6 separate regions of the Mus musculus genome follow, and regions 1, 2, 3, 5 and 6 are each linked to region 4. The links are chromatin contacts, called in public promoter capture Hi-C maps. All regions are on one chromosome and are shown on one strand. Each heading gives the region's core, a stretch centred on a gene start, on an enhancer-like site or on the middle of the called end of the contact. The rest is flanking DNA. Distances are from core to core; before and after follow the strand shown. Region 1 holds the start of Man1a2 (mannosidase, alpha, class 1A, member 2). Region 2 holds the start of Vtcn1 (V-set domain containing T cell activation inhibitor 1). Region 3 holds the start of Nr1h5 (nuclear receptor subfamily 1, group H, member 5). Region 4 holds the start of Mab21l3 (mab-21-like 3). Region 5 holds the start of Sike1 (suppressor of IKBKE 1). Region 6 holds the start of Csde1 (cold shock domain containing E1, RNA binding).

Region 1 (2,744 bases), core at 43-2,542, 1.2 Mb after region 4:
TTTCTAAGGCTGACTTCCCACCCCTGCCATTTATGGGCCTCCTCTCCAATTGCCAGCTACCAGTTAGGATGTGTGCAAGGAACAGAAGGTAAATTTAAGAAAAAAAAAAAAAGCTAAATGCAAACTAGATGCAAGAATACATATGCATTGCTAAGAAGCCTATATTATACTTTATCACAACCTGGTTCTTCTCAATATTACAGATAACAGAATTGACTCAGATTGTTTCAAGCCTCAACTTCAACAATATTGTCCTTTTGGGTTTTAACACCTGCTCATTCATTCATCTTTGTTATCTTTGCGGGGGGAATGGTAGTGGTGGTGGTGAAGATGACTATAGAGTGTATATATAGTCTTGGGACTGAACCACCAGGAATCTCCTGTCTGACCTAGGTCGTCCGATTCCTCAGAAAGGAACCCAGTAGAAAGCGCAGGGCTGCCATTTTAACACGAATCCGGCACGTGGCCGGTGCCACCTCCTTCTTCAACCAGCCTCGCGTGCCCAAGAACGCGTGGAAGTTTGAGACCTTGATGTTGAACCCCGGCCCCGAGTCACTGATAACTGAGGGAGGCATCAGCCTTGGCCCCCGTAACCCGTCAGTCCCAGGAACCCCACATTCCAGCGCCACTTTCGCGATCCAAGCGCCTGGTCCTCCTCGTCCGGCCGCCGGGGCTTCCGGGGGCTCCGGGCTCTCGGCAGCGGCCAGGCCCGAGCGGCCCGGCGGGCGGGGGAGGGGCGCGGCGGCCGGGAGCGTGCGCGCGCACCTCACACTCCGCCGCCCGGGGACGCCCACTCGCGAGTCGGGGCGGCTAGCCGGGCCCGCGCCCCCCACGGCCGAGCCGCTCGGCCCAACCGGTGTCGGCCGCGCAGCCGCTCTGTTCTCCTCCGGCCTCCACAGGCCAGGGACCAGCCCAGGGCCGCGGACCCGCGCCGCAGTCAGCGCGAGCGTGCGAGCCACCCGAGGCCGGGCCCTGCCGGAGCCGCCCTGCGGCCGCGGGAGGCGCGGCTGCTCGCTCGCGCGCGACCGGCCGCCCTCCCTCCCGCCCGCCTCTCCCAGGCGGTGCGAGGAATGAGCCGGCGCCGGCCCCGGGCTGTCGGTCTGAGGGCCGCGGCCCGGCTACCTCGCACGCCGCCACCGAGGCGCAGGGGCTCGGCCGCCGCGGCTGGGCTCGGCCGAGAAGCGGGCGGCGGGGCTAGCTGAGGAGGAGGAGGAGGAGGAGGAGGAGGAGGAAGAGAAGAAGGAGGAGGAGCCGGGTGGGGGCGGCCGCTCGGCTGAGGAGGAAGTTCCGCTCCTGACAGAGCGCGCGGCGGCGCGGGCGCTGTAGTGTTCGGGACGCCGTCGCCCTCGCGGCCTCGGCTGAGGGTCGTCGCTGCTACGCCCGGCGCCGCTGCTTGGAAGCCGCGGAGGCTGCGGAGCGGTGGAGCGGAGGAGGCTCCGGAGGGGACCGAGTGGAACCGACCTACTGCAACTCGTCGTCTTCGCCGGGCGCCTCCCGGGGCGGGCAGCCGCCTCTGAGCATCGCGCCGGGGCGCGGGCATGGCAGAACCCACCTTGCAGCTTCTCTGCGGTGTGGCTCGCCCGATCCACTCTCGGGAATGAAGAGGAGACTCGCGATCATCCGGTGAGGCACCGAGAGCCAAATGGCGAGAAGATCTGACGGGACAGAAACCAACGATCGCTTGGGAGGTCACCCGGGCTTCTGGATGTAATCGGAGAGCGTGAAAGAGGTGGCCTCGTAAATAATAATAATAATAAAAAAGCACAACAATCCTTTGAGAGGAGGGAAATTGAGTTTATTCTTTTTTTTTTTTTGGCCGAGGTTTTGAGAAACGGTTCGATGTGTTGTACGTTTGATATAAGATGAGAACTTTATAAAGTATTCCGTCCAAGAGCCTAAACGATGACTACCCCAGCGCTGCTGCCCCTCTCTGGTCGTAGGATACCACCTTTGAACCTGGGGCCGCCCTCCTTCCCACATCACAGGGCTACCTTGAGACTCTCCGAGAAGTTTATCCTTCTCCTCATCCTTAGTGCCTTCATCACCCTGTGTTTTGGGGCATTCTTCTTCCTTCCAGACTCTTCAAAACACAAACGCTTTGATCTGGGCTTAGAAGATGTGTTAATTCCTCACGTAGATGCCGGCAAAGGAGCTAAAAACCCCGGCGTCTTCCTGATCCATGGACCCGACGAACACAGACACAGGTTCGTTTGTTACTTAAATTATGGTACTTCCTTTTGGGAGAGCAAGGTACAGTTCACTGCTTTCTTGTCTCTCCCCCCTCCCCCTCCTGCCCCTGTGAATGATCAGGGTGTTGAACGTTGTTGGTTCAGAGCTGCCTGGGTAGAACCATACATAGACTGGAAGGACTCCTAGGGTTCCTTGGTTTTTCCCGGCAGAACGAAGTGTTCAGTCAGACTCTTCTGCTGTGGACAGCAGGGAGCGGAGATACAGGGAGTCAGCATGCGCGTATTGAGAACGTGTTTCTGCCTTTCTGCCACCATGTGAAGTCACTGAATCTTGACAGCTTGCTAGACTTTGCTCAGCCACCAAGTCCCAATCTCTGGCTTGTGCTCTGATTTTTTTTTTTTTTTTTAAATGTTAAAAGGTGGGGTGTGTATATCCCTAACCATAATTTGGCCAGTTATTCTGAATTGAGCCCTTGGCAGGGTATAATCAAGATGAAATGAAATGGAAGCTCTGCTTCCAGCCTTTAAGTCATTTCTAGATCTTTACCTAAAAGG
Region 2 (3,026 bases), core at 129-2,628, 1.0 Mb after region 4:
TCAAGACGCCAACAAAGTACCTAGTATGCTGGTGCTTTCAAAATGCTAGCTCCTGACACGGGTGCTTCCGACTGCCATCCAGACAGGCTGAGGCTTCTGGACAAAGATGATTGACACCTGTTGCTCCTCAGGGCGTTGGCCCAGCACAGTGAGGGAGGGGTGCTGTCCAGAGCCCCTCTCTGCTGATCCTGCAGAGCCTCTGCCCCGCCTCTTGCTGAACATGAGTGAGGGAGGTGGAGTTCTCTTTTAAGGGAGGAATTTTCTAGGCTGTGTGGGAAGTGATGTTCTTTACAGACTTTTCATTGTTAATCACTCTCCTTTCTGCCACCTCACCCTCCTTTTCTTTTCTTAACTGGAAGAGGCACATGAAATTGGAAGACTGGGTCTTCAAACAACCCCTAGAACCAGCATGTGTGTCTTCCTAAAAACTGTTAATGAGTTAGGACTGACACTGAAATCATCATCTATTTCCTAGTGGGGGAGAAGGAGATTGGAGGATGGGCCAGGCCGCCACCACCACCACCACCACCATCACCATCAACAACAACAACTACAACAACAAAATCCTTTCATTTTCCATCTCTTTTCAATCAGAAAGGTAAATGATGTCCTAACGGGGAACCTGGAGTATAGCTGAGGAACAGTAGGCGGCAGGTGGGCATGCGTCTTTTTATTGTATTTTATTTTAATTTGTCTAGTGGGTTATGTAGCAATAACCATCAGGGTGTCCTTTCTGGGCTCTCCTGGGAAAATGAGGGACCCCCACCTTGCAGCCGAGATTGGGCTGGAGCTGGGTGTTAGTGTGAGACTGCAGAGACAGTATGCCCACAGGAAAGTGTTGAAACACGTCTGTCTGTCTGCCTGCCTGCTCACCACCAGCCCTGCTCTCCATCCAACCTCTGCAGCTCCATGAACTGGGTTTACTGTGCCTGAACATCTCAGCTGAGTCCTCAGTGTGGAACACACAGTTTTCAGTCCACAGCTGCCTTAGTAGGGATGAGTCTTTCATAAGAAAGAAATCACCTACCAGAACCTTCCCTGAGTCTGGGCAGTTGCTCAGGGCTGCTAAAGTTGCTTATTAACCTCTTCCTCTCCCAGTGCTGGACCGGATAAAGTGCAAGTGTGACCCTGTAGCACAGCCCACAGGTTCTTAGCACCTCCCAAAGACCCCACCCCTGTTCTCAATTTAGGGAGAGAGAGAGAGAGAGAGAGAGAGAGAGAGAGAGAGAGAGAGAGAGAGGATTACCTCCAAAAGATGATCTGCCCCAAGGAAGCCATGGAGAGGGAGTTCCTTCCCACAGTCCTGCTGTGTGTGGGGCCAGATTTTGGTGAGTGGAGCTGCCTGCCTGCTGCTGCCCTCCTGGGTGTTGTGACTCACATCGGGTTCCTTTGTGCTGTCTTTAAATAGTGCAGGCTGGGAGGGGTGCATGTAGCTGTGGACGGCTCAGGTATGAGGAAATAGCTCCGTGAAGCCAAGGCCCAGGGATGCCTTTCTAGGCCCTGACCTGTGAAAGGGTGAGGAGAAGTTTCCCAGTCTCTACCTCGGGGCTTGAATTCATACAGGTCGCTATCTTTCAATTGCACAAGGCCACAAGGAGGATCTAAACTCACTGTCTGAGGAATTCCAGGAAGCTGCAGGGTTGGTAGAAATGCTGATCCCTGCTGGTGTTGACCTCAGACCTTGGCTGGGTCACCCGTGATAGAGTTTCTCTCTCATGCATCTGATCCCTGCTGGTGCTGACCTGAGACAGCAGACTAGGTTGTGCCCCCCCCCCCCATGCCTCCCCTAGAATCATTCTCTACGTTCAATTTCTGCTGGTGTACTCACAGAGAGGCCATGAGCTGAAGCTACAAGAACCCTGGTGTGCCCTGGTGTTGAAGAACTCTGACAAAGCTAAGTGAGGAGATCTGATTTCCTTTCAGGGAGAGGGTGAGGGGACCTGTCCCTACTCCCATTTCTTAATGCTGCTTTGAGGTTCCAGAGATGTTGAGAATATATTGCACAGAAAATTATTCAAGGTGAGTGGATAGCATTCTGAATTTCATGGCAAGGCAGCTCTCTCTCTCTCTCTCTCTCTCTCTCTCTCTCTCTCTCTCCCTCCCTCCCTCCCTCCCTCCCTCCCTCCCTCCCTCCCTCCCTCCCTCCTGTCTTTGAAATGGGTCTCACACTGTAGCCCTGGCTGGCTGGCTTGAAACTTACTAGTTTCACAATTGTAGCCCAGGCTACCTCATACTTCTATCAATCCTCCTGCCTCAGCCCCTGAGCACTGGGATCACAACCTAGGATGCTTTGAAAAGAATAAAGCTTGCTTCCTGCGTACCTCTTCTACCCTTGGAAGGGGAATGAATGCCTTTGATGATTAGGTAACTTTCCCAGGCCTTCTATGGCCAACCCAGAATGGGTCAGGGACTTTGGGAACCAGCAGAGAGTGGAGCTGAGAAGGAGAGAAGACTGAGTGGCAAGAGGAGAAAACTTCAGAAGAGAGGACTGAGCTTGGCAGTCAAGCACAGGGAGGTTGATTTCCTGGGTGGTCTCAAGAACACTTTGCCTTTCTCTAAAGCAGGGGTTCTCAGCCTTCCTAATGCTATGACCTTTTAATACTGTTCCTTGTATTGTGCTGACCCCAACCACACAATTATTTTCATTGCTACTTCATAACTGTAATTTTGCTACTGTTATGAATCCCGATGTAAATACCTGATATGCAGGCTGTCTGATACATGGCCCCTCCTAGGGGTTATGATGGCAGGTTGAGAACCAGTGCTCTGAAGCGTCCCTTAGGGAGTTAGCAGGTTTAGAAGAGGCCCCCTGTGCTTGTCCTCTCCCTGAAATAAGCAAAGAGCAACACCCTGGAACCTATGCAGTGTCCATGAAGATGGGTCCTTCCAGGGTTCAGGAAGCTGAGGTCCCTAGAGGCCATAGTTTCCTTAGATCTATACATTCTGAGCAAGAGCACAAAGGTCCAACCACTCGATGAGCTCTGAAAGGAGCGGCTCCACCTCCAACACTCCTCCAGCCACCACAT
Region 3 (3,085 bases), core at 555-3,054, 1.1 Mb before region 4:
CTTTCTCTGATTCATCACTTTGTCTGCCACTCAATTAGACATCATTTTCAAACATGGGTGTTTTCTTCTACAAACTCACTTCGTTGTTTGAGTGCATATGTGTTCCAGCCAGAGCGATGAAAGGTGTGTGCTAAAGTTGAACCACACCACCACTAGAAAAAGTTTTTTTTTCAGCAAATAACACAATTTCAGGGGTCTCAGTGTGATCAAATATCCTGCAACAGTGCTGTGACTTTATTATTTGGTGCATAGGCTAAACATTTTGTGACATAGGACCTCCTATTAAGAAATTGGGCCTGGTGGTGGCGGCACACACCTTTAATCCCATTGCTCTTGAGACAGGTGGTCAGATCTCTGGGAGTTCAAAGTCAGCCTGGTCTACAGAGTAAGTTCCAGGACAGCCAGGGCTAAATGGTGAAACCCTGTCTCAGAAAACAAACAAACAAACAAACAAAAATAAACACAAAAAAGACAAAACAGAAAAACAAACAAGTTGGTCCAGCAGGGAACAGTGTTGCAAGCCTATAATTCCAGAGATTGGGAGATGGAAGCAGAGGGATCAGAGGTCAAGGTTGTCCTGAGTAATATTGCAAGTTTGTGGTCAGCCTGGGCTGTATGACGCTTGGACTCAATTTAAAACAAAAACAAAGATGAAAGCAACACAGTTTAATGTGCCATGACTTGGAGATTTCATCAGGAATTCTTCCTTGTGGAAACAAGGAACTAGAATTCATCATGAGTGTAACAACTGCAAACTCAGACAAAGCAGATGAGGCCTTCCGTCAGAGAAGATGTGACCAACAAAATCAGAGTTTAACAGTGAAACTGTGTAACCATGCCTCCCAACAGTGCCTTAAAGCAGCAATTCTCAACCTGATTCTCAGCGATTCGACATCCTTCAGGGGTCCAATGACCCTTTCTTAGTTGCCTAAGACCATCAGAAAACAGGGATATTTATGTTATGGTTCATAACAGTAGCAAAATTACAGTTATAAAGTAGCAACAGAAATTATGTTATGGTTGGGGGTCACCACAACCATATGGGGATGAGTCATGAGATTAGTGTCCAACACACTTGGTTTATATAAGTGGCATCTTACAAAACAATAGTAAAGCTATTTGCTTGGACTTTCATGGAATCTCATCTCTTACTAATTAGCTATGAGAGCCTAAGCAAGCACTAGAGTCTGGTGTTTATTTATTTATATTACATTTTTTTTTTATGGAAGAGGAAGGAAACACAGGGTAATATATACACTGATCAGTGTACTAATTTATAAACCATTATCCATACATTTAATTGGTGAGGCAACTTCTTTTTCTGTAGGAAAAAAGAAGATACAGTACAAACAAATTGAACTGTCCCAGCACCTATGTTAATGGGTTTTTCAATCAATGTGGACCCCTGTTCTTTCTGTACAGCTCTCCCTACTTCTGCATACATTACTTACTGGTTTGCAGAGACCCAATGTTTTATAGCTAAAGTGGAAGAATATAAAATTCAGAACACAAAGCATTTGTTAAGTAAACAGTAAGAAGCTCTGGAGAGTGGGACCTGCAGGTCCCAAAGGCCTCAGTCCCTGATGGACCGGTTATATTTTGATTTATGTCAGCCTGTAATTGCCCTGTTTTAACCCAAGAGAGGACTGTGTGGGAAGTTTGTCTGTGAGATAGAGCTGAGGCACTGCTCTGCAGAGTGTCTGGAGCCTAAGTGGATGCAACGTCCCCTGTCCAGCCTCTGATAAGCAGGGAAGTGCCTGCTCTGCCCAGCTGGGAAGTCAACGGACTTGCTACATTTCTCTTCTCATTCCATGAGGAGGAGGGCAGACTGCAGGAACACTACCCAATTGTGAGTATTTGTTTTCTCTAAAATAAGACAATTTAAAAATCTTCTGCTGTCTGAATTAAATACGAGTGTTAATTTCATTGTTGCTTTGGGTGTATACTAAACTGTACAGTGTTGTTAAAAAGACATTTTTGAGGGCTTTAACCTCTACCACCACAAGTTCTTATTTTGCAAAAATGAGTGAGCTGATTGTTATTTAGAGGTAAACCCTGAAAACCACTTTCCTTAAAAATAAGAAATTGTGTGGACTGCAGAAGATTATAAAGTAATTTCATTCTTGCCGATAGAAGCTCAGAGGGATTTTGGAGTGTTAGTTGAACTCAGTTGACAATTGACCTGTTAATGTGATCCATCCAGGGATGATGCTCACTGTCTCACTTGCTGAGTGAAACCTGTTTTTAAATCATGAGCTCACTGATAATGTGCTTTGTCCTGAGAGGCAAGAGTATAAGTAGATCCAACACACCATGAAACTTATGCTGTATCTGACACGTCTGTTGAAACTGTTATGATGATATAAAGACTAGACTAGAGAAATACATACAAATTGTGTTCCTGAAATATAGAATGTATTAATTTTATAGTTTCAGTATTTTTAATATTAGCATGTTTCCTCTTTTGCTATCATTATTCATCCATAAAATTTATTTGAGAGAAAACGAATCAAATCCCTTTATTTTTCAAAACTACATGCACAACCTTATGGCCCTTTTTGCATGAAATATCTAGACTAGATGAATCTGTTGAAAAGGGAGGAGACACGATGACAGGTGTTTGGGAAAGGAGGTGAGGTGTGACCCCTGCTGGATTTGAGGGCTGAAGGCATCAGGGGCTCTGGAGTTGTGTGGTGATGACAGTTGTATTAGAAGTGAATATTTTGAATTCTATAGTTAAGGTTGAGTTTCATGAGTTAATTATATGTCAATAAGGGCTAGCGAGATTGCTCAGCGGTTAAGAGCACTGACTCCTCTTCCAAAGGTCCTGAGTTCAAATCCCAGAAACCACATGGTAGCTCACAACCACCCATAATGAGATCTGACACCCTTTTCTGGTGTGTCTGAAGTCAGCGACAGTGTACTTATATATATAATAAATAAATCTTAAAAATTTATATGTCAATAAATTACTATCAAAACTATAGGTTAATAGTCCACGTTGGCAAGAGTCTTCTATATTCTAAAGTAAACTCTCATAGAGGAGTTAATAAACCTTATTTTCTGTTGTTCAAAGACATTCTCC
Region 4 (3,055 bases), core at 158-2,657:
TGTGAATACTTTGGAAAGCAGACATTAAACATGTTATTGGTCCTCCAAATCTATTACATTTATCTATCTATTATTTCTATGTATGTGTGGATGCACACACGAGGCAGTTCACTCTTTCCTTCTACCATATGGGTCCTGGGAGGTGGGGAGAAATCGAACCCAGGTCCTCCGGCTCGGTGGCAGATGCTTATCTCTGCTGAGCCATCTCACCTGCCTGGTCCTTACAGATTGAATTGGGCTAAAGCTGGTTTCCATTTTTCAAACTGGCATGTTATAAAAAAAATGAGGATTTCTATTTCCTGAGGACGGAGGAAAGCCTGAGTTAACTAGGTCCCTCTTGGTGGCCTGGCACAGTGCTTCAGGCACACCCTTACCCAACAGACATTCGCTGACCTGTTGTCCCATTAACTAGAGATCTGTGTCTGCCGGTAAAGCCTGTTTTCCTCAGCCTGTCTGATAGGAGCTGCCAGAGCCTTCATCTGTGCCATAGCCCTGTGCTGTGGAACCTTACCAGTGCACTAGGAACCAGGCCATGCTACTCTAAGCTGTGTTCACACAACACACCAATCTTCAGATGTGGCTCTCCTGGGAATACATCTACAGGCAGCTGCCCTGAGTTCACAGTGCCTTTCCTTCTCTGGGTTCCTCCTATAGTTCAATTATTCAGAATTCCCTCTCCATACCTGGCAAGTATCTTTCCATCTTGGAGCAAGAGAAGTTTCCAGATACAACACTTGAATCTGTAGTACTGAGTGACTGAGACGGGACGGTGTTAGAGCAAGAATAGTGAAGGTGTGGGCATTTAATTCCAGAAACCCGGGGCAACTTTATTGTTATTGGGAAAGACCCTGCCGTAGGACAGGGACTATGCAGTAGTGATTCCAGCAAAAGCAGAAGTTAGGGTGAAAATAAAAGTATGTGTGTGGGGAAGGGAGTGAGTGTGGGGGTGGGGAGACTTCAGCAGAGTTGAAAGCAACATGGAAAGAGAATTCCCAAAGGCAGATTAGGGGGTAGAGCTTCTTGTTTCACTAGTGAAAAGCTGATGTGGTAGATTCGGAATGATGACTATAGTAACAGCAGTCAAGGGACAGAGATTCCCTTACCATTTCAGAGCATGTGCCGTAAAGAGAAGGGGATTTCCAGGACACGGAAAAGCAGGTGGAAAGTCAAGGCAGTCAGCGTGGAGGGGGATTCTGGGGACCTTTGTGGATCCTCAGTTTTTCAGGACTGGTATAAGACCTGGGATTGGCAGATGAAGCCTGGAGAAGGCCGCCCCAGCGCCTGGAGGAGGGAGGTGGGTGGGGTCTGATGTGGCTCTCCTTGGAGCTGTCTGGGAGGATATGCAAATTTGGGGCCGCGGGAGAGAGTGGAAGGGCTGGATTGGCTGCGGTTGAGCATTGAGGAGGCTGGCTTGGAGAGCTGCCTGTTTGAAAGCCTTGCTCAGACATGAACTGGACTGCCAGCTCTGTTGTCTGTCAGTCTTTCGGATCAAAGACGGTGATACTCACGAGCTTTAGGGAGATAAGGCTGCTGGGATATTTTCCCTCCTGGAGTAAAACTAGGCCCAACCAGTCAGACTGGGAACTTATTGTCGGTTTTCTAGGATGAGTTTTACTGGTAAAACTAGATGTGTCCTAGACTCTTAAGGGGCCTGTTTATACTGAGTATATTTTGAATGCCAACGTCCAAGTGGGAAATCACATTCTAAGGTCAGCAGGTGAGAGGCAGGACTCTCTGCCCTACTTTTCTCTGCGTGTATCTACCTGTTTGTATCTCTCTCTCTCTCTCTCTCTCTCTCTCTCTCTCTCTCTCTCTCTGTGTGTGTGTGTGTGTGTGTGTGTGTGTGTGAGAGAGAGAGAGAGGGGGGGGGGCAAGCTTGCCTCTGTATACACAAGTGTCTCTGTGAGTTCATGTATGTGTCTGTATTAGTGTGTGAGCGTGTGAGCTTACCTCTATATACACAAGTGTCTCTGTGAATGCATGTGGTGTGTGTGTGTGTGCCTGTGTCTGTGTGTGACTATGCGAGCATGTAAGCTTGCCTCTCTATACACAAGTGTCCCTGTGAGCTCAGGCTTTTCTAAATGTCACTCCTGGCCCTCATCTGATTGGCAAGCCTTGTGCCGGGCATGATGAAAAACCAGGCGGCTTGTTTGCAATTTCTTATTTGTTTATGGTAAGGAAGTAAATCAATTGCAGAATTTTCAGGAGTGGAGGGCCAAGGGATATTTACTGTCAACAAGGTAAGGACGGGGAGATGTAAGGTACTGGGCACCAAGGTGCACCTGGTGCCAGGACAACAGGATAAAGAAAAAAAAAAAAAAAACAGGATAAGTTCCAACTCGTTTTCATCACGTCTCCTTTTTAGTCTTTCTACAGTTCCCTGAAAGATGGCAGATGAATTCTTCCATGCTGGAAAGGAAAACTGCAGTGAGCAGGCAAGAAGAAGTCAAGTCTCTGGTCCACGTTCACAATTCCAGAGAAGTTTTATCCAGAGAGTAACGTTGCTGGGAAAGCTACCCACCAGATTTGTCCTCCATCGGGAAAGAAAGCAGAAGGTTGCTGCTATACTGGGGGTTGACCAAGAAGCCATGAAGTCTCTTCCAGAGGGAGACTTAGACCATTGCCTGCTGAGCAAGGTGAGCCAGGGCTGGCCTCTCCTGGGCACACCCTCTAACTCTCCATCCCATGGCCATTGATCAGAAGGAATCCCCTGCTTCTGGAGGCCATAGATGCCTCGTTCTCAGGAACTCAGGGTGGCTACCCTCAGCACCCTGAGGAGGTCCATATGGCCAGTTAATTATCTGAGCCTCAGACTTCAGACTTCTTTCTGTAAAATGAGAATCTGAGTGGGATTACTGGGATATGAGTAGCCAGGCACAGGCACGGTGACAGACATGGGGATCAGAAACTGAGAGTATTTTGGTCTACATGAATCCTTGCCTCAAAAACAGCTACAAAACCAAAACACAACAACAACAACAAAAACCTACAAAAAAACCCAAAACCAACCAAACAAAAAGAACTTAAGACAATGTTTGTTTGTTTGTTTTAAAAC
Region 5 (2,867 bases), core at 232-2,731, 1.2 Mb before region 4:
GGACAATGACGTCTAAGACTGGTCTCAAGGCAAACCTCCTAACAGCTGGAGCTCTCAGACACTCCACGGGACACTGGGAATCCAAAGTTGGAAATCAGTATTCAAGCCCACAGACGTGAACAGTGTACCTGAAAACCAACTCTCTAGGCAGTAGAGTCTTGTGCAAATAAAATGGGACGTGTAATCACGAGGCACGGATTTGAATTCAGTTTTCTAATTGACTTCTCAGAAGCAAAAATGAGCTCATTAAAATTAAAAAAAAAAAACTACATTTTGTTGATTTGTGTGAACCACGGCACATGTCGGGTCAGAGAAGAACCCCCAGGAGTCAGTTCTCTCCTTAAACCACGTAGGCCCTTGGAATGGCCTCAGATCCTCCAGCTTGGCAGTTCAGGCCTTCTGGCTGGTTCCAACTGGTGTCTGTGAACCTGTTTCTTAGCTGCATTGTGTAAATACTTGGTCAGGGGCATAGAGTGGAATGGCAGATGTAAAAGGGCTCCATCAGACAACTACCATCCTGCTGTCATCAACAACCCTAAGACTATGTATTTGGGGGACGAAGTTCTAGCCTTCCATCTTGCACAGGAACATTAAAGAAACGTCGATCTTAACTTTAGTGTTCACTCTAATATCGAAATGTTACATTTGGAGACTATGAACTTTAGTTATAGAAGCCTCCATTTGGTATGTGGTCACTCCCCAGCCATCTAACAATTCAACTCTGCTAAACTACTGAATACATCTTTCAAGGTCATCAACCAGGAAGACTTTTAAAAGAGCAATCTAACAGATTTTACTGTTACCAGTTGACCCTTGAAGCACTGATCTAAATATATGTATGCGATGTGCACGCTTGTGAACTGTTCAGGCACTTGTGTAAGAATGTCCAAAGTAGTATTACCAGAAAAAAAAAATCCTAGACACACACACACACACACACACACACACGCCTGACTAACCTCTGTTTTCCTGCTGTAAGTCTCTAATCTGGGTATTCTCTTGAGACAGCAGAATGTGAGGTTTATATTTAGACATGTCCTTCACGTCGGATGCATCCTCTTGATACTGGACAGAAAGACAGACTAAGGCACTGTAAACATGGGCAGGTGCTGCGGAGGAGGCAGCAGTCCCACCCACGACACAGGAAGCTCACACATCCGCCCTGCCCTCCAGACCAAGATAAATCAGGCCGCGCGACCCCACCCACCCGCCCGCAGCGTCCACCCCTGGGCGCGGCTCGGCCCCCGGCCGACCTGCTCGGGTAACACGGCGCCCGCCTCCCGCATCGCCGCCACCCGCCGGTGCAGCGCAGCCGACTGGTCCACCAGCGACTCGGCCGCCGCATCGTGCTCGCGCAGCCGCTCCAGCAGCGTCTTGGCGTCCGTCAAGATCTTCTCGATCGTGCAGCTCATAGTGGCCGAGGAGGCGCGCCGGGCCCGCTAGCCTAGGCGCTTCGCTCAGACCTTACCCGGCCCTGGCTCAGCGCGAATCGCGTCACTTCCGGGTGCACTTTAAAGGCGTGGTGGCATCTCGGTCGGCGCCTGCGCAGAGGTGGACTCTTGGTTACCCTCAGGCTTCGCCACAGCCTTAGCCTTTCTAGGGTGGAGCAGCAGAGGTCGGATTGGTGCCACATCCTGGTTTTTCACGAAGTTATTTCTGTTCCGGTCTTAGTTCAACTTTTCTTCTGGTTTTGATTGATGTAGTTTGTTATTTAGTAATGGGATTGTAACAAACTGATGAAACAGATACTCACCCCCAATAAGTGGTAAAATACACCGGAACCTCTCCTTTCCTCCCTCCCTCCTTCCATTTCTTCTCTTCTTTCTCCTCACCTCCCCCTTTTCCTTTTTTCCTTCCCTCCCTTCTTCCTTTAAACGGTGAGCAGTGTCTGGGAATGACATCTGAGGTTGTCCTTTGACTTCCACAACTGCACTTGTGTATGCAATCAGTTAGATGCACACGCGTGTGCACATACACAAAGGAAAATCTTTCCTTAGTGCAATGTTGGAAGCCTTTTGATTTGGGAGCTATTCTGCTATTCTACAGCACTATGGCTGACTGTGTTTAACGAGTACGGTGGCTGACAGGGAATTCTTTCCTAAAATATTTTTGTCCAAAAGAGTCTAGGACAGTAGAATAGTAGTAATGCTGTGTTTTAAAGAATCATTTTCCCTGTCCTACAGTCTCTTTTATCTTGAGTTCAGATGTAAAGTTTAGAAACACGTGATGTTTGGTGTACTTTTGTGATTTGGGGAAATGCCTATTGTAAAAATTTTACACTTACAAAACTGTGTTAAGAGGTTGCCTCTGGGAAGATGAAATAATTTTCATTCGGAAGGAAAACAACTTTGGGAAAACAGAATAATAGCCTCGAATAAGTTTACAACAAAGACCAGGATATATTTGCAAACGTTTTGTGAGGAGCGTTTCCCAGGACTCTTAGAAATACTTGAGGAGTACACAACCCCCTTGAAGTCACACAGGATGAGGGCTCAGATTATGTGAGCTGGACATTAAGGGGTAAAGATCCCCTCAGTTCTGGAGAAATTGGGGGACACTTGAAGGTTGTACTGGTAGCCCAAATAAACTTACCTAAGGCATGTGGGCATAGGTTAGGACATTAGGAAGGGCTGAAGTGGGGACAAGTTTTCGGTTGCCAGCAGTATAAGTCTCAGGTGAGAAGGGAGGGGCCTCTCCTGATGCTCCCAGCCACCGTGCATGAGAATACCCAACTGTGAACAGGCTAGTTTATTTGTTTCTAACATTTCACTTAGTTTCCCCCCCTTGTCTCCCTGGTATTCTTTAACTCTTAATTCCTTACATTTATATATTGGATTGTAGCTGTTGGGCCCTTGGTCTTGTCTCAA
Region 6 (2,915 bases), core at 34-2,533, 1.2 Mb before region 4:
GCACTATCTTTTTGCTCATTTTAGTTGCAGAACAAGGAAACTAAGTGGTTTAATAATGTTCAGAATGTTTTCTGCAGTGGAAAGTGTTAAGGAGTACTCCCTGCTCACCTGTGAGTCAGGTTGGAGACCAGCCACAAAGGTGTTTCTAAGGTTAACTCTTTAAAGCAAAAGAACCGGGGCACTAAGATTGGGTATGGTTGAAACGTTCGACGGTCAAATCTTCCAATTTAATTTGCTCTCCGACTGGGGCTCTCACACTAGATAGATACATGACAAAGCCAAGCCATTCATTGCACAATGTAGGCCAGCGCTTGCACCACGGAGGGAGGGCATCACGGAACTCTCCTAACGCATGCCATTTACCCCAGACAGAAAGGTGGGAGACACGTGCCTAGAACGGGGCCCGACTCCTTTTTCAAATGCCAAAGGACAGTTAGGTGTGGAGACCCAGCCACAAGAGAATGTGAGTAAAGGTGTCAATTCCGCCGCGCTAGGGTCAGATGTGGCTGAGGGAACAGAGGTGTCCCGCAGCACTTTCCCTAGATGGAACAGGGTCTCAACCCACACACAAAGAAGGCGCCACTGCCGCACTGCGCTCTGGTAGTCGTAGTAGTATCCCCAAAGCCAGTGACGGCCAAGACAGACAAGGTCCCGAAAAAAAGAACAGGCCCTTCTCCCCGGCCTCTTCCAGCTGCACACAAAGGACCGCGCCACCACCCCCTCACCCCTCCCGCCGGGACTTGTAGTTCCCTTTCCCCCGCCAAGCCGCAGAGGGGGAAGAGGACGGACTACAGCTCCCGGCAGCCTTCGCGCCCGAGCCCCGCACCCTCTGCCTCCATCTTGGCTGCGGTCGGAGTTTCCATTTTCGCTCCCTCCCCCCACTTCAGTCACCGACACCGACACCGACACCGCCGCTACCCGCACCCCCTGGCCTCACCTCCTCACTAAGGCTTCGCGGCCGGCCCTGAGGCCGAGACGGTTGAAGCCAGGGTGAAAAAGGGACGCCTGGAGTAGGAACTCACACTGAACTCTCCTCCATCCGGAATTCTAGGAGTGCCCACTCTGACACTCAGAGGTCCCTCCCGTTAACCTGAGTCTCCTCAGCTGTCTTTAACCTGGCTCGTTGCTACCCCCACTTTAACACTGAGGTCGTACTCACCCCAACAGCTCAGCGCCCCCTCTCCAGCGCCGCCATAAGCAGCACGGCCCGGTACGTAGGAATAAATCTCGCTTCTCTCGCGAGAGTTGCAGGCTCCGAGCGCGTGCACGGGAAGGTGGGGGGAGCGTGCTCTTAGTACGCTTGCGCGCGAGGGCTGAGTGACGCCAGCCGCTGACCTGCGTTTAGCCACACGCAAGCCGGTGACTCTTCTTCTCTACGTTCGCCCCTGGGTAGTGCCAGAAGCAATCTCTGCGTTTAGTGACTCTGCTGCGACGCTGGGGGCGGGGCGAAGGGTGAATTTAGGCGTTCACCCGGTGTTCGCGAGCCCGAAAGCTTTCAGCGACGAGGCTTGAGTAGGAAGGCCTTATGAAGTAGGAACAGTTCTGAGGGCAGATCCGGGAGTGTCGTGAATAAAAAGATTTCACTTTCCTCAGCCATAATCCAGGAGTCCAAATCGCAGTTTCTCTTTAGTCACGGGACAGGCTTTCTCCTGTCTCCTACATTAGAAGGGATTTCATTGCTTTAGAGAAAAGTTTTTAACAAAGTAATTTGTAAAGCTTTTGTCTTCCAGAAACTACATTGCTTGCGACAGACAAAAATAAGCGAGGCTGTATTATCAATAAAATCTAAAATTCCCCAAACCACTTTAACTGTCCGTTTCAGTTACCAGAAGATTTTTGTAGTGTGTCAGTCTGAATAAGTATTTAAAAGGCTGAAAGCAGGCTAAAAGCATAATTCACCTGACTGGAGTAGAGGAGTGGAATGGTTAGATCTAACCATTGCAAAGTTATTTAGGCTGCCCTGTCAATAATCTAGAAAACAATTACTTTACTTTTACTATCTTGTTGGTTTTTTATTTTTGTTTGTTTTTTGAGACAGGGTCTCACATGTAGCACATGCTGCCCTGGAACTCTGGGAAATCTGCCTGCTTCAGCCTAGTGGGATTAAAAGTGTGGACAACCATGCCCAACTTCAGTGGTCCTCTTAACCATTTTGGGTAAAGGGTAGCTCCCTGAGGACACTCCCATCTATTTCCTGCTTCTGTGGGAGAGGAGAACATTCTCATCCTGGTGTACTTTCCTTGCGGGGGAGAGACAGGGACTCACCCAGAACTTGCTGTGTAGATCTAGCTGGCCTAGAACTCATGAGATACCCCCCCCCCTTCTCCTGGCCTGGCATTAAAGGGGCGTGCCACCACAACCTGCCAAGTGTACTTCTTACCCATACTTTCAGTTGGTTATTCAGAGAAACTGCAGACCTCTGTAGACATAGGTAGGGCTTTCAGGGGAACAAATTACATGTAATAAAATAAAATAAGCAACAAATATGAATATTGTCCCCCCACTCTGTGTGTGTGTGTGTGTGTGTGTGTGTGTGTATTGGAGACCCCAGTATTGGAAAAGCCAGAGCCATGAGATACCTGCAAAGCTGAAAGGAGTTAAGATCTGAAGAGCCCTTTGACGTCAGACATGGAGATGAAGTTTGGAGTTTGCAAACTGGTTCTCAGTCTTGCTTTGCAGATTACAGTTAAGAGATTGCACAAATCTCAGAAAAGACTTTGAACTAAGTTGAGACAGTTAAATACTAGGGGGACTTTTATTTTTCCAGACAGAGTTTCTCTGTGTAACAGCCCTGGCTGTCCTGGAACTCACTTTGTAGACAAGGCTGACCTTCAATTCACAGAAATCCACTTACTTTCGTATACCATCACTCCTGGCCAAGTATGGGGACTTTTGAAATTGGACTGAATGCATTT

The links. Promoter capture Hi-C pulls out the DNA fragments that hold promoters and counts their contacts.
Region 1: a contact with region 4 is called in a promoter capture Hi-C map of liver, with 4 times the contacts expected there. The contact joins the promoter of Man1a2 here to the promoter of Mab21l3 in region 4. A contact is called at or near these places in 3 of 39 promoter capture datasets (hippocampal neurons and liver).
Region 2: a contact with region 4 is called in a promoter capture Hi-C map of pre-B cells, with 5 times the contacts expected there. The contact joins the promoter of Vtcn1 here to the promoter of Mab21l3 in region 4. A contact is called at or near these places in 3 of 39 promoter capture datasets (hippocampal neurons, liver and pre-B cells).
Region 3: a contact with region 4 is called in a promoter capture Hi-C map of liver, with 3 times the contacts expected there. The contact joins the promoter of Nr1h5 here to the promoter of Mab21l3 in region 4. A contact is called at or near these places in 5 of 39 promoter capture datasets (embryonic stem cells, hippocampal neurons, liver and 1 more).
Region 5: a promoter capture Hi-C map of hippocampal neurons shows a contact between it and region 4, with 4 times the contacts expected there. The contact joins the promoter of Sike1 here to the promoter of Mab21l3 in region 4.
Region 6: a promoter capture Hi-C map of hippocampal neurons shows a contact between it and region 4, with 5 times the contacts expected there. The contact joins the promoter of Csde1 here to the promoter of Mab21l3 in region 4.

The regions. Positions count from the first base shown.
Region 1 is chr3:100,684,021-100,686,764 of GRCm38.p6, reverse strand. It overlaps Man1a2 (mannosidase, alpha, class 1A, member 2), which reads left to right and starts at 1,292. Exons shown (of 13, transcript NM_010763.2): 1 at 1,292-2,204. The coding sequence starts at 1,903.
Region 2 is chr3:100,823,811-100,826,836 of GRCm38.p6, reverse strand. Vtcn1 (V-set domain containing T cell activation inhibitor 1) reads right to left here and starts at 1,378. Exons shown (of 6, transcript NM_178594.3): 1 at 1,247-1,378. The coding sequence starts at 1,278. Gm32720 (a long non-coding RNA gene) reads left to right here and starts at 269. Exons shown (of 3, transcript XR_375902.2): 1 at 269-598; 2 at 1,831-2,019.
Region 3 is chr3:102,962,852-102,965,936 of GRCm38.p6, reverse strand. It overlaps Nr1h5 (nuclear receptor subfamily 1, group H, member 5), which reads left to right and starts at 1,804. Exons shown (of 11, transcript NM_198658.2): 1 at 1,804-1,849.
Region 4 is chr3:101,834,575-101,837,629 of GRCm38.p6, reverse strand. It overlaps Mab21l3 (mab-21-like 3), which reads left to right and starts at 1,407. Exons shown (of 7, transcript NM_172295.4): 1 at 1,407-1,709; 2 at 2,366-2,636. The coding sequence starts at 2,388. Gm33381 (a long non-coding RNA gene) reads right to left here. Exons shown (of 3, transcript XR_003954538.1): 3 at 2,211-2,827.
Region 5 is chr3:102,994,354-102,997,220 of GRCm38.p6, reverse strand. It overlaps Sike1 (suppressor of IKBKE 1), which reads right to left and starts at 1,481. Exons shown (of 5, transcript NM_025679.3): 1 at 1,254-1,481; 2 at 960-1,065. The coding sequence starts at 1,412.
Region 6 is chr3:103,018,914-103,021,828 of GRCm38.p6, reverse strand. It overlaps Csde1 (cold shock domain containing E1, RNA binding), which reads right to left and starts at 1,283. Exons shown (of 19, transcript NM_001161854.2): 1 at 1,160-1,283.